4 separate regions of the Rattus norvegicus genome follow, and all the other regions are linked to region 1. Evidence: chromatin contacts called from public Hi-C data. All regions are on one chromosome and are shown on one strand. The core of a region is the stretch at or near the end of the contact, and the rest is flanking DNA. Distances in the headings are between cores, read along the strand shown.

Region 1 (3,160 bases), core at 75-2,574:
AAATTGGAGATCAGTTGAGGAAAGGTTTATAAGCTGTTTCTTTAAAACATCTGCTTTGCTCTTGTGGCCATTACATTTCCCTCCTTCCGAACTTCCGAGATGGCTGAGAAATGTTTCACATTCATAACTTGTAGCTTCGCCCACTGTAGGGCGTGCGGGGGGAGAGGGGGTTGCAGGGGGAAGGGAGAAACCTTCAGCTTTTTTTTTTTTAAAAGACCAGATCAGTATTTTCTTGATACGCTTGTCACCATTTTTGTTCTCACGACAACCAATTGAGCCCTTGATCCTCACGTGATGTGAAAGGCTTGCACTGTAACAAAACCGCTCCTTTTAGATGGTTGGTGTTGCTAACGCGCCCATCCCCCTCTCCCAGCCCCGACATTTCCAGCAAAGCGACTCTCCACTTCCAATCCATCAACAATTCATTACTGCTTTTAGCTTCCAAACGCCAGCTAATTAAAAATACTAAGCCAAGCTCCGAGGCCATCTGACTAAACACAGGAGGGGGTGGGCGAGAGGTGGAGAGAGGAGGAAAAAAAAAATAGAGACGCACTGTTTGCTGCGTGTAGAGAAAGAGAAATTGTCCTGGAGAAAGGTCGCCTTAAAAAAAAAAAAAACCTTTTTGACTCTAATTATCGAATTACCACATGACAGATCGGCTTGCGCGGCGGAGGATTTTAACCCCTCCTCGGGGACTATTCTAAGAACTCGGTTCTTTTTTTCTCAAAAACAACATAAAACAGGAAAACATCACATCCTTCAGGTTTCCAAGGCAGCCCCTTTTAGACGCCGTTATTTTCCCCGCTCCACCGCCCCCCGCCCCGGGCGAAAGCTGCTCTAACTGGTTTATCAGCTCCCTGCACAGTCTGCTCCCTCCTCCTCCACACCTTTCTTTTTCTCCTCCAGCCCAGCGCCTCATCCCACCCTTTCTTCCTCCTCCTCCTCCTCCCCATCCTTTCACCCCCTCCTTAAGTTAGTTGGAGAAATCAAATGTCAGGACGAGCGGAAAAATGCCACTTCCCGACTAACAGGCGGAATCCAGCCCAGATTTTCAGTCCTTTCTTCTTATTCTTTCTTCCCTTTCACTAATTTATCCCGATGTTAGCACATTCTGTCTCGTTACTAGAGGACGCCTGTAGGTTTGCTACATGAGATCATTACTTACTGATCACGGTGACTCTGAAGTCTGCAACCGAAAGCGGAATGAGAAGTTCGGAAAAGTTTTTTCTCTAATTCTCTCTCTCTCTCTCTCTCTCTCTCTCTCTCTCTCTCTCTCTCTCTCTCTCTCTCTCTCTCCCTCCTTCCTTTCCCTCCCCTCCCCTCCCCCTCTCCTCTCCCTCTCTCTCAACACCCTATTATTCTGAATGCTTGTTAAGAGGAAAAACACCCTTCGGTGCTTGGGTTGCGAATGTGAAGCATCTCTCAGCTGCACAGTGACACATTTTTTTTTTTTTTTTTTTTTTAAGGAGAAAAGGACTCCAGAGCTTTTTGCCAAAAGGGGGATGGGGAAGTGGAATAATGTTACTGAGTGATTATTTTGGCTGGGATGTGTTACTTGCTTTCTTCCTTTTTGATCATTTGGTGTTTAAGTAAAATGAAGCACACGGTTGTGTGCCTAGTGGACTGAGAAATGTTTTTTTTTTTTATTTGCGGGCCTAATTAAAAAAATGATAAAGGATTTAAAGGTAAGCATTCTCTCTCTCTCTCTCTCTCTCTCTCTCTCTCTCTCTCTCTCTCTGCGTGCCTCTGTATGTCTTTCTCTGTATATTTATTTATTTTCTTGACAATCAACTGTTAAAAGGGGACTGATCCCTTTAAAAAACTGTTTTAACTGCTCTTTGTCAAACACACACTCATTTGTGGTCACTGAGGCCACCTTGGCGCAGATCACTTAAAGTGTACGTCTTAATCAGTTTCCCTACAGACAGTAGCACCATATTTAACTGACTGAGCAGTTCTGTGACCCAGGGGTATGGCAAAATTATTTAGATGGATTTTTCTTTTTTTCTCCAGAAGACAGATATTTAACCTTTCCTCTCACACTGTCTTTTTACTGAGAAAAATACTCTTAAAGAGGTCTGTGCATATTTCATGAAGAATTGTGTAGCTGCTCAGGAAGGAGGGTGGTGGGTATGTGTGTGTGAGGGGAACTACTGTTGTTTTTCTGTTTCTTGTGGAGAACAAAACCTAGGTTGTCTAGACAATTTGTAAGAAGTATTAGAATTAGAAATAAGGAAAACTTAGTGACATTTTGAATACTAGTCCTAGAGAACTTTGAGGGCCTCTTTTTGTTTTTGTTTTTTTGTATGTTTTGTTTTGTTTTTACATTGCAAGACCCAGGACATGTTTAGGGGATGTTGAACAGGGTGTTTTTCTTGTATGAATGTCCAGGATCTTTTCCTGGGGTTGAAATAGCACGTGTGCCAGGCAAAAAAATAAAAATGTTCAACTTAAAAAAAAAAGCCACAAAAACCTTTCTGGGCTTGAATCAGATCCTTGGAGATATTTTAATGCTTTTAAAGAACTGGCTATCCCCCTGCTGTTTAGAGGGATTTTCGTTTTAGCTACTGTAAGATGTTTATTGTCAGGGGGGTGGTTTTCAAGTCTGCCAGTTTTCCTTTAAACCTGGTATTGGACTCTGAAAACGATAATGAGCCCCCTCCTCTCTGTCCTTCCTTGTGTCCCTTACTCACTCCCCAGTATTAATGGTTTTCTATTCCGGTAATACCCAGACAAGAAATATTCGACTTTTTCCCCCCTCTACAGGAGAAGGTGGACCTAGAGTGGAGGGAGTGAGATCCCGGACACATTTTTGGGGCAGGAAAAAGAAGAGGAAAATTGGAAGAATTTTTTTTTCTTTAAAAGAAAGCCCAGAGGAGCTAAACGAATGTCCCCTCATCTCTCAAGGAAAGTTCATTGGATTTTTAATCTCGAGAGCTCATCTTCAGGATGTCCGTGAACGTTTCGACTGCAGGAAAAGGTGTGGATCCAAATACAGTTGATACTTATGACAGTGGCGATGATTGGGAAATCGGGGTTGGAAATTTAATCATTGATTTGGACGCCGATTTGGAAAAGGACAGACAGAAATTTGAGATGAATAATTCCACCAACACCACTACCAACAACACTAAGGATTGTGGAGGTCCGGCCTCCAATG
Region 2 (2,864 bases), core at 20-2,519, 330 kb after region 1:
CCATACCAGAACTCAGAGGGTAACTCTGACTGACTCATTCACAGAATTCCACAGAGAAAATAACTTCTTTTGTTGACGAAAAGTCTATTAAGAACTTCATTCCATCATCAAGTTCTGGCTAGTTGATGTCGGCATGAGGTGCCCAATAGGGATTAGAAATAATGCTCTTTAATTCTCTGGGGAGATTTTGCTTAAGTATTCACACCAGCACTGAGTTTGTACTGCCATGAATAGCGTTGAAACACACACATTGTCCCCATGGAGGATAAAGAAAGCTAGAACATTCAAAGGAAGGTTTCTGGAAATCCTCTGATCCGGACCCAGACTTCTGTGGCTTAAACACATGAAAATCCTGTTCTCATTTCTGTTCCCAAACACACAAGCATGAGTATAGCCTTCAAGCCACTTCTGTAGACAGAATCACAGTCTTAGGTAACTTTCATACTTACTGTTTCTCAAAATACAGTTACTCCAATTCACAGCTGAATTCCCTTTAAATTTTCTTGTATTTATTTTGGCAGTTCTTTAAATAGAGAGCAAAGGCCTGCTTGTGACCTCTACAATGCTCAACACATTTATGGAGTAAGTGTATTTTGCATAACTTCAGTAAAAGAGGATTAGGTAAGCTGTGCGGGTTATGAAGGCAGTAATGAGTTATTTGAAGCTTACAGTTTTGATACAAAATTGTTGGTAAAAACAAAAAACAAAACAAAACAAAAAAACCAGATGACCATAACCATGGAGAAGTGACCTACCCCCATGGCTGCCCCGCTGGGGAACTTGGCTCAGGACTTTAGGTACTGTTTAGTTCTTCTCTAAAAATTCTCTTAAATCCCATCTTTCCCTTTGGCACATTTTCTGGTTCCATCAAAATATGCTGAGTAGTTTCCAGGGTGGTGGGGGTACATGGGAATATATGTCATTTCCTCTTTTCTACCACCCTTTTGGACAATGGATATTTTCCCATTAAGCTCTAGGTGGTGACTCAATAGACAAACCAGAACGTCTCATTGAAGACAGAGAGTCCTGAGGTGGTGTCAGTGGCTTTGCCCCCACCTCTCTTGCCGTGCACAGCTGGTGACTGCTTTTGCCCTGCCACCATTTTTTTCCAACATGTGTATGGCATTAGAGACTTATGAGGTCATTTCAACTAGTGTTCTATTCAGATTTTTTTTTCTTATCTGTGACAAACTCCTGGTTCAGGAAAGTCCTCTGTAAAGTGCCAACATCTGCTAATCTCCATGGTAACTTTGGGTGACAGCCACAGGTATTGTTGCCTGGATCAGAATAATCAAAGTGGATTTGCATATGTAAAAGTCAGTGAGCTTGTGAGCACAGATCAGTAGTGACCCAAGGTCAACCAGGCAGCAACCACACATGCAGACCTTCAACTCAAACCATGAGCCTTGAGGATTTAGTGTTGAATTAGATGTGTCTGTATCTTTCCCCTACTATTTCCACTTGAAAATAAATATTCCCACTAAAGGTCTTGCCAATATGTCCTAACGTGCTCCCAATCTCTCTGGCTTAGATTCCTGTTGGAATCCAAAAGAACAAAGTGAATAGAACAGGTGCCCCTGTCTCTCAGTTGTGGCTTTGGGCAGTGGGGTGAGGTGGGCACAAACACGAGACACAACTGTATTCAGTACCACCCAGTACTGCTCTCCCTGCCAGTACTGTGATGGCAGAGGAGAGCTGTCAACATGGAACTGGTCCAGGCATTGTCTGGTTGAAAAGGTCACTGCCGCAAAAGAGCAATTAGCGGGCCCTGCTGCCCTGGAGGTTTTGGCTTAGGAAATATCCCAGAAACACAGTGCTTGGATCAACCAGTTTTACAATCTGCTTGTCATAAACCCTTTTGTCAGGAATCTGCCTTGAATCAGAACTGATAATGCTTCCCACAGTGGCAAAATAAATGCAAGTTTTGAAGCTGGAGAAATGGCTGGTCGGTTACGAGCACTTGCTTCCTTTTCAGAAGACTGAGGTTCAGTTACCAACACCCAAGCCAAGTGGCTCTAAGTACATCTACGGGGGCGGGGGGGCTATATTCCCTCTTCTGGTTTATTTAAACACTGAACTACATGGTACACATACAGATAAGTACACACACACACTCACACACACACACACACACACACACACACATCCACATTAAAACAAGCAGACAAACGAATATTTGCAAGTGTCTATAGAATATATAGAGGGGCTATTGGTTTGCTGGTAGCATGATTGTATGGACAAACAGTAGGCGCCATGGTGGCGAAACTTCCCTAGAAGCCTTTTTAGTATTTGAGAATGACTTCGGCAGCCTCAGAGTTCAGCACAAAGCATTGCTGTCTCCTAAATGTGAATCTAGAGGAAAAATGGAAGTTAGGAATGCCAGGGTTAAGCTGCCTGTGCTATTAAGACTTTCCCTGAGATCAGTTGCTTTATTAGAGATTGTTCTTAAGAGTCATTCATTTCAAACCCTAAGCTTCAAGGTACATAATACGTAGGATGTGGAAACAGGAAAGAAGTGGGAACAAGCTTGGCAGTATGGGTAAGGGGTATGCTAAGTTGGACTGTAGAAGGAGAAGGGGGGGAGAGGCAAGGACCACAGCTTGCCTGGGCTCTCAACCTAGGCTACCCTTAGCCCTCAGCTTAGCTGATCCCACACTGTAGAAGTAGAAAGGACTCGGAACAGCTCTTCTGAACCTAGAGTTTTAACCCTGAAGGGAGTTGACCCACAGCAGCCTGGTAGAAACTCCATTTCGTTGCCAGGTTCAGTCAAATCCAGAGAAAGAAAGGAGCTGGTTCTCAACCTTATCATCTGCAAAGGTGAGATTTGGTTTTCTGTTGCAGACAAAGCCCTGAAATTGCATCTG
Region 3 (3,175 bases), core at 100-2,599, 310 kb before region 1:
ATATAAAACAGCACACAAGAGAGATAAAAACTTCACAGAATTTACCTCAACACAGGAAAGAATCTCATCATTGTGGTTATGAGATTGATGACCAAGACTTTTTCTAAAGCCAAGAATACTCATCGCTATATTTCTTATATTTCCTATTATTTTTTTAATATATATATATATATTTGTTTATTTGTTATAGCTTTTTTATGGTCTATCTGGCTGTTTAGAGATGAAGACCTCTTGCTGCTTTCCTGGAGGACCCATGGTTGGTTCCTACACCCACTTTGGTTGGTTCCCAATGTCTCTAACCCCAGTCCTTAAGGTATATGACAATGTCTTCTGGCTCCTTTGTGTGTACCTAAACATATGGCATTTACATCTGCATAAATAAAGGTAAAATTTTAAAAGAGAAAAACTATGATTTTTGTTTTGTTCTGTTTTGTTTTATGTAGCCTAGCTGACCTCAATTTTAGGACCTTCCTCTCTCAGCCTGAGTGCTAGGATTACAATTGTGGGGGTGCTGACCTCAGGTTCCTGGGGTGACATGGTCATTGTTCCTTTGAATTCTCAGCTGCTGAGATTACCACAGGAGACCGGCATAAGAGTGGGCCTATTAATTTTCCATCATGGCAGTGGGGTACACAGGCCTGCTCCTCCCTTCAAATATATACGGGTTGTAAGCTGGAAGAGAGGCCGTTCTTCCATGATGTAAGCACCCCCAAGTTGTTCATGTAACTCCCTCCAACCACACTGACTAATGCACACAGCTAGAACTGATCATTTCTGCCATTGGTACCCCGTCTGCATCGAGTAGAAGGTCTGTTCACGTCTCCCCAGTTAAAGTTCACAGGCCAACAACCATGTCATCCTTCCCAACTGAGGAACTGTCTATATACAAGGCAAACAGCACAGACAGGCAAAGCCAGGAGAGTTTATCTCCAGCCCCACCTGCCTGACATTGGAGGTGGGCTCTGCGCTGCTCTGGCCTGTTTAGAAAGTGCATAGGAACAACAACAAGCATTTGTGCTCCCAAATGCTTTTCACTGAAGCATTTCAGTAGCTGCTTAAGCGAACTCAGTGTTAACTTCAGCTGCCAATTTTAGAATTAAACGGCTTACATTACTACAACATTTTAGCGGAGCGTGTTTTCCAAAATAAATGTCTTTAAATCCGCACTCCCACCAAACTGATTAGAGATGTGAACTCAGAAAATACAGCAAAATACTGCAGAGCAGCAGAGGGAAGAAAAACACGTGTTGGTTTCATACGGAAAAGGGCCTCTTCCCTCCCCCACCCCTGCCCAAGGCGCACACACTTCAGGATTGAACAAAGTGCATTCTGTGTTTCAGGATCAGAGAGCCCACTGTGGTGTTCACTGTTTTCAGTTAAAGTCGCATTAGTCATTCCATTGACATTTCTGTAACCTAAGTTTACATGTTGAGGCGAATGAGAAGCTCCTCTCTGTTTTCTAAGCTGGAGGGTTTTACAAAGGTGGGGCTCAGAGCAGCTTAGGAAGTCCAACCACCAGGACTAAAAATAGCTGAAGTCGTACCTTCTGGGAGTAAGGATGCCACCTCTCTTCACGGGGCCCATCTTTACAGTGCTGGGAGGTAATGAGCCACAGAGTGATTATTTCAGGGCTCTGTCACAGCAGTTGGCAAAGGAGTTTGGTTGTCACTGGGATGGCGTTCCTTAGAAAATCTTGTCAGTGTGTACTGTCAGGAGGAGACAGGGAATCTTTATTCCACACTCCTACTTTTCCCCTCCACCTGGGATGGAGGTAACGTCTGATTATGCGTATGGCATATAGACTGTTATTTAATTAAATGTGAACGCAGCCTTTTCATGTACCATACCCAAATTTTGAAACGTGGCCCAGTTTTCCTTCTATTTAAAATACATGGAGCAACATGTAAAAAGGATCACATAGTTAATAGCAGATGTGACAGTGACTTCTGTGTTCTCTTCCTGGGTACCAGCACTGACGAAGGAATATTTTGAGGACTCGCTCTCTTGGCGGTCCATAGAATAGAGTAGTTGTGTTCTAACCAACACCATTTTCGTAAAATTGCCAGGGTGGCTTTGTTGCAATGCTAGCATCTGAATTTGTTTGATGTAAATGATTTGAGGGTGTCCAAAAGCCAAACCACGGATTAACCAGGGAGGGTTTATTTAAACTTGTATGCTCTCTTAGAAGCTTCTTGGTAAACTAGGAAATGAATGCAAGTTTGAGTAAAAGATATGTTTGCAGGCACTGCCTAGAGAGAATATCTGAGGCTTATTTAGCTAATTATTAGTATTCCTATAACTAGACAGAAAATTTTAACTAAGATCAGCCCTGTAAAATGCTTCCCCATTGAACTGTCCATTAAGAGTAGATGCCAGGAATCCTAAAAGTTGCTGTACTTTTCTTAGTAGAAATATTCCAAAAATAGTTGTACTCCTGCTCTACAAGTAAATCATTGTAAAATTATAAAACAAGATATTGCAGGGTCACACACAGGGTCATACACAATCAGATAAGCTGTTTTATTTTTATTAAGTCTTTAAATTTTTAATGAAGCTGTTATATATATATACATATATATATATATATATATATATTGGGGGGGGTCCTTTGCCCAGTTGCAGACTTTCCTCAAGTTCATATAGAAAAGGATGTCTTGCAGCCTGGTGCCCAGTTCCTGCACTGTGTATTCAGATCCAAGTCTGCTCCTAAGTTTCTTTCAGTAATATAATTAGGTCAAAGACTAAAAATACTGTCTGGCTTTCGGAAGGGCAGCTCTGTGCCAGCCAATCTAACAGAGCCGCATATGCTACGTAAACATGGAAGACTCATGCTTGCTTTTGATTACATTGTCTTCAACATTCTTCAGCTTCCATCACAAGAGGAAAAGGACATAGAAAATTCAAAACACGTTGTGCTAAGCATTTTTTCCCCATTAGTGTTTAAACTCATGCATGTGGCGAGGGAAATAAAATCCTTGTGTTTCTGATTCATTTACACTTAACTCACCGCAATGTTCTTTTTAAAAAAATAGGGGGAGGGGGGAGAAGAAAAAGAAAAGAAGAGAAGAACCAAGAACCGCCTACGAGCCTTCAGAGCCTGGTTTTTCTTTTATTTGGTTCTATCATGTTGACTCACGGCTCAAGGTTCAAGGTCCGTGCACAGCGCTGAACTCAT
Region 4 (3,295 bases), core at 136-2,635, 500 kb before region 1:
GCATTGCAGTTGAGGTGGGTCAATTACTCAACAAAGGCACAATCCCTAGGAATGCAGGTTTACCTTCAGTGGGTCTGAAGATAGGTGATTCTTGTGTTGGGGCATACAGGGGGCCTTGTCCAGAAGCTCTGGAAACCTCTCTCATCAGTCACCAGTCACTTATCATAGCCATACTTTACTATTAGTAGACATTTCAGAAACGCAGTGCATGCTGGCTGAATTTGTGTGTGTGTGTGTGTGTGTGTGTGTGTGTGTGTGTGTGTGTGTAGGGGGGGCATTCTGAAAATATATTAACAAAGAGGACGAATTGTGAGAAACATTGTTTTCTATGGAAGATAATTAATTAGCCAAAAACTACTTACTGTCTGTATAGCTCCTCCAGCTTGGGAAATGCTGGCCTGTTTGCTCAAGTCCTGGATGCCAGACATTCCTGAGACTCCACTCCACACACACCCCTTCCTCCTTGCCAATCACTTCAGATTGGGAGAGCAAGCTACCACCAGTGTGCTAAGGTGAGGTCATCGCCCTGCAATAGGATAAAAGTTCAATAAACTTCCCATCCAGTTTGGGTCATGAGGACCCTCTAGCAAATATAAAAATTACCTTACAGAGTTACTCTTGCTTTGTTTGTGCATCTCTTTGTGCAATGCCAGAAATATTCTTTTTTCCACTTAAGGGACCATAAGTTCAAGGCCAGCCTTTGTTACATAGGAGTTTGAGGCTAACCTACATTATAAAAGACTCAGAAAAAAAATCTCCACCTTAATAATTTCTTGCATCGTAAGTGCTCTGTTAGAAAGGTTTCAAACTTAATCAATAATCGATTTTCATGCAGTTTTAATTAAGAACATTGTCAGAAACTTTAAAAGCATATGAAATAGTTTATGCCGATTTTAGCCACTTTTTCCCAAACTATGTTTTATTTTCCTTAGAGACTTTGGCATCATCATAGTTAATTGCTAAAATGATAATCATTCTACCTGTGACCTCTTCAAAGAAATCCAACCGTATACAGGAAGCATAGTGAATGAGTCATTCCTTTAGTAAAGTAAATCAACAGCCATGCATGAAGTTCTTCAAACTCTAACAGGCTCCCCAAAGAACCTCTGGTTAATCTTAAAGAGACGAAAATGCCTTAAAACAGCCTTTCGGAGAAGCAGGAAGTCCTATGCGATTTGCTTCCAATTTATTTATAGGAAGTAAAAAGATAGCCATCCTATCCTCAGACTACTGTTAACCTTGCCCGGAAAAGAGTGATGATTTTTAGAGTTATGATTGTTAATGGCGTTTGAATGCAGCCTGTGTAGGCCTTTAACTCCCCAGTGTACAGTAAGGTTCGGCCCTTTCCAGATGGGAAAGTGATAAGGACCCTGGGAAGACAGCAGGTCATTCTTGGAAGGCTGCCAGGAACTTGAAGCCAAGTGAATCATGTAGGGCTATAGTGCTCTAGCCAGCATTTTTCTGTTTTAATTTATCAAGCCAAAGCTTGTTGACATGAAAGTGAATGAATTCGTTATACAGTGAGCTCTAAAAAGCCAGCTCAAGGGTTTAGTGTGGAAGAACGCTGACTATAAATAACAAAGGAAATACAGGCACTGTTTCCTTCACCAGCCCTGCTCTGTGTGTTGGAGATGCAACAACAATTAACTCAAGTTCCAGTAACTCCTACAACTGGAGGGGGAGCCAATTCTTTGAAATATTACAGAGGCTCCAAAATCTGCCGCCGATGATTATCAAAGGGTTAATCTTTGAATTGCTCATGTTAATGCTTTGCTCTGTGAGGCCCTGTTTATCTGCTTAGCAAATGTAATAGAGTAATGGACATGGTGGGGATGACTGTTTCCTGCTAGAACTTGGCACTGCACACAAGAAAGGCCAGCACCAGCTTCTTTGAAAACCAAACAAAACAAAATTCTCGGCGAGTTGGCTAATAAGGCGAAAATGAAATAAACCACAGGCTAGTATCCATAAGTCAAATATCTGCATTTATCTGAGGCAAGTAATTTGGGCTTTATAGGAAAAACAAGATATCTACAGTTCCACTGTGAATGAAAGGAGAAAAACAAAACCTAGCTGTTCTGAGAAGATGTAACATGTGTGTTCATTTGCATACAGGGCCAAAGAGCCTTCCTTGATGCCGGTCCATGTAACGAACGTCCACTCAGTTCTGTGGGAATTGGAGCTCCTGATTGAATACCTTTCTCCAGTTAAAAGATGTCACTTATACTGTGAACTCTTGTGGAGAGTGATGTCTCTTATCTTGTGAGGGTAGAATGGCATGCACTGTCCATTCCAATGTTCTCTGAGTTACTAAAACTTATTAAATTTGGTGAATTTCCTCAGAACTTGCTTATCATTCATTATGTCTTCAGAACTTGATTATTTCTTCATGCCTATATTCAAAGGACATTTACCAAAAGCCTCTCATGGGCTACCCATGATAGAAAGCTCATCAGTTTGAAAATTTGATAATACAATGAGACTGTCAAGCATTCACCAACATTTTCTATAAGAAAAGGAAAGACAGGTAAATGTGTCGTGAAGTACTTATGACATGAAGATATGATGGATATTAATATCACAAGTAAGGATCAAATATAAATCAAGGTCTTGTACTATCATCGTTCTTTTTCTAATTTATAAAATCACTAAGATAGTTTAATACAGAGACTTAAGTGCCACTTGGTTTATCGATTATTTATTGCCTTATTTAAAATAGTGAAATTGAAAACTATTGTGACCCTGTCCAATTTAGAGTTCATGTTTGCTATACCAGGATATGCATACTACATACAAATCACAGCTAAAATATACATATTCTCATAAATATATAAAGATATATCCCAGTAGTTCTAAACAGATAATCTGCAGTAACCTGCTTTATAAGGAACACTAGAAAGGGGAATTTTTTTCAGTCAGTTGTAAGAGGTAAATAAAAGTCCTCAAGGAATTGTGAAAGTCTATTCTTACAAACACAGACTTGATGCAGTTCACATTTCCAATAAAAATAAAATAAAACTCGTTGAAGTCTACGAAATAAAAGCACATCAGTAAATTAGCCTAGAAAATAAAGACTCGCCAGAAATATTGTCAAGGAAGAAGACTGATCAGTTCTGGGAGGTAATAAAGCATGCTGGCACATGCAAGAATTTCACCTGGCCTAGAAATGTATGGGAAATATCACCGGGAGGACAATTCAGAAACGGATTTAGATACATATGGCCATTACCATAAAGAGCACTTCAAGCCAGTGGGGATAATGACAAAGTTTTCAATAAATCTGTGATAACTATGC

What was found. A called contact is a pair of places that touch in the nucleus more often than the background predicts.
Region 2: a Hi-C map of the Rat2 cell line shows a contact between it and region 1, with 6 times the contacts expected there. The contact joins the enhancer-like site here to the promoter of Zfp608 in region 1. A contact is called at or near these places in 5 of 12 Hi-C or Micro-C datasets (the A7r5 cell line, the Rat2 cell line, Schwann cells and 2 more) and 1 of 1 datasets of contacts at active chromatin or transcription factors (oligodendrocytes).
Region 3: a Hi-C map of Schwann cells shows a contact between it and region 1, with 5 times the contacts expected there. The contact joins the enhancer-like site here to the promoter of Zfp608 in region 1. A contact is called at or near these places in 3 of 12 Hi-C or Micro-C datasets (the Rat2 cell line, Schwann cells and liver) and 1 of 1 datasets of contacts at active chromatin or transcription factors (oligodendrocytes).
Region 4: a contact with region 1 is called in a Hi-C map of the A7r5 cell line, with 11 times the contacts expected there. The contact joins the enhancer-like site here to the promoter of Zfp608 in region 1. A contact is called at or near these places in 2 of 12 Hi-C or Micro-C datasets (the A7r5 cell line and Schwann cells) and 1 of 1 datasets of contacts at active chromatin or transcription factors (oligodendrocytes).

What each region holds. Positions count from the first base shown.
Region 1 is chr18:50,606,786-50,609,945 of GRCr8, reverse strand. Zfp608 (zinc finger protein 608) reads left to right here and starts at 1,324. Exons shown (of 10, transcript NM_001107378.2): 1 at 1,324-1,685; 2 at 2,767-3,160. The coding sequence starts at 2,950. It overlaps LOC108348794 (a long non-coding RNA gene), which reads right to left and starts at 1,258. Exons shown (of 5, transcript XR_005496361.2): 1 at 1,166-1,258.
Region 2 is chr18:50,274,561-50,277,424 of GRCr8, reverse strand. No RefSeq gene overlaps it. Among named protein-coding and RNA genes, the nearest start is that of Rpl15l3, 190 kb to the left of the region's middle. Within about 2 kb of position 1,269, at least 44 of the 93 cell types and tissues checked have an H3K27ac peak or open chromatin away from gene starts, as enhancers often do. A contact at or near this core is called in the A7r5 cell line, where this site is marked.
Region 3 is chr18:50,915,690-50,918,864 of GRCr8, reverse strand. No RefSeq gene overlaps it. Among named protein-coding and RNA genes, the nearest start is that of Zfp608, 310 kb to the right of the region's middle. Within about 2 kb of position 1,349, at least 39 of the 93 cell types and tissues checked have an H3K27ac peak or open chromatin away from gene starts, as enhancers often do. A contact at or near this core is called in Schwann cells and liver, where this site is marked.
Region 4 is chr18:51,105,686-51,108,980 of GRCr8, reverse strand. It overlaps LOC102546616 (a long non-coding RNA gene), which reads left to right. Exons shown (of 4, transcript XR_005496291.1): 3 at 374-512; 4 at 2,116-2,333. Among named protein-coding and RNA genes, the nearest start is that of Zfp608, 500 kb to the right of the region's middle. Within about 2 kb of position 1,385, at least 9 of the 93 cell types and tissues checked have an H3K27ac peak or open chromatin away from gene starts, as enhancers often do. A contact at or near this core is called in the A7r5 cell line, where this site is marked.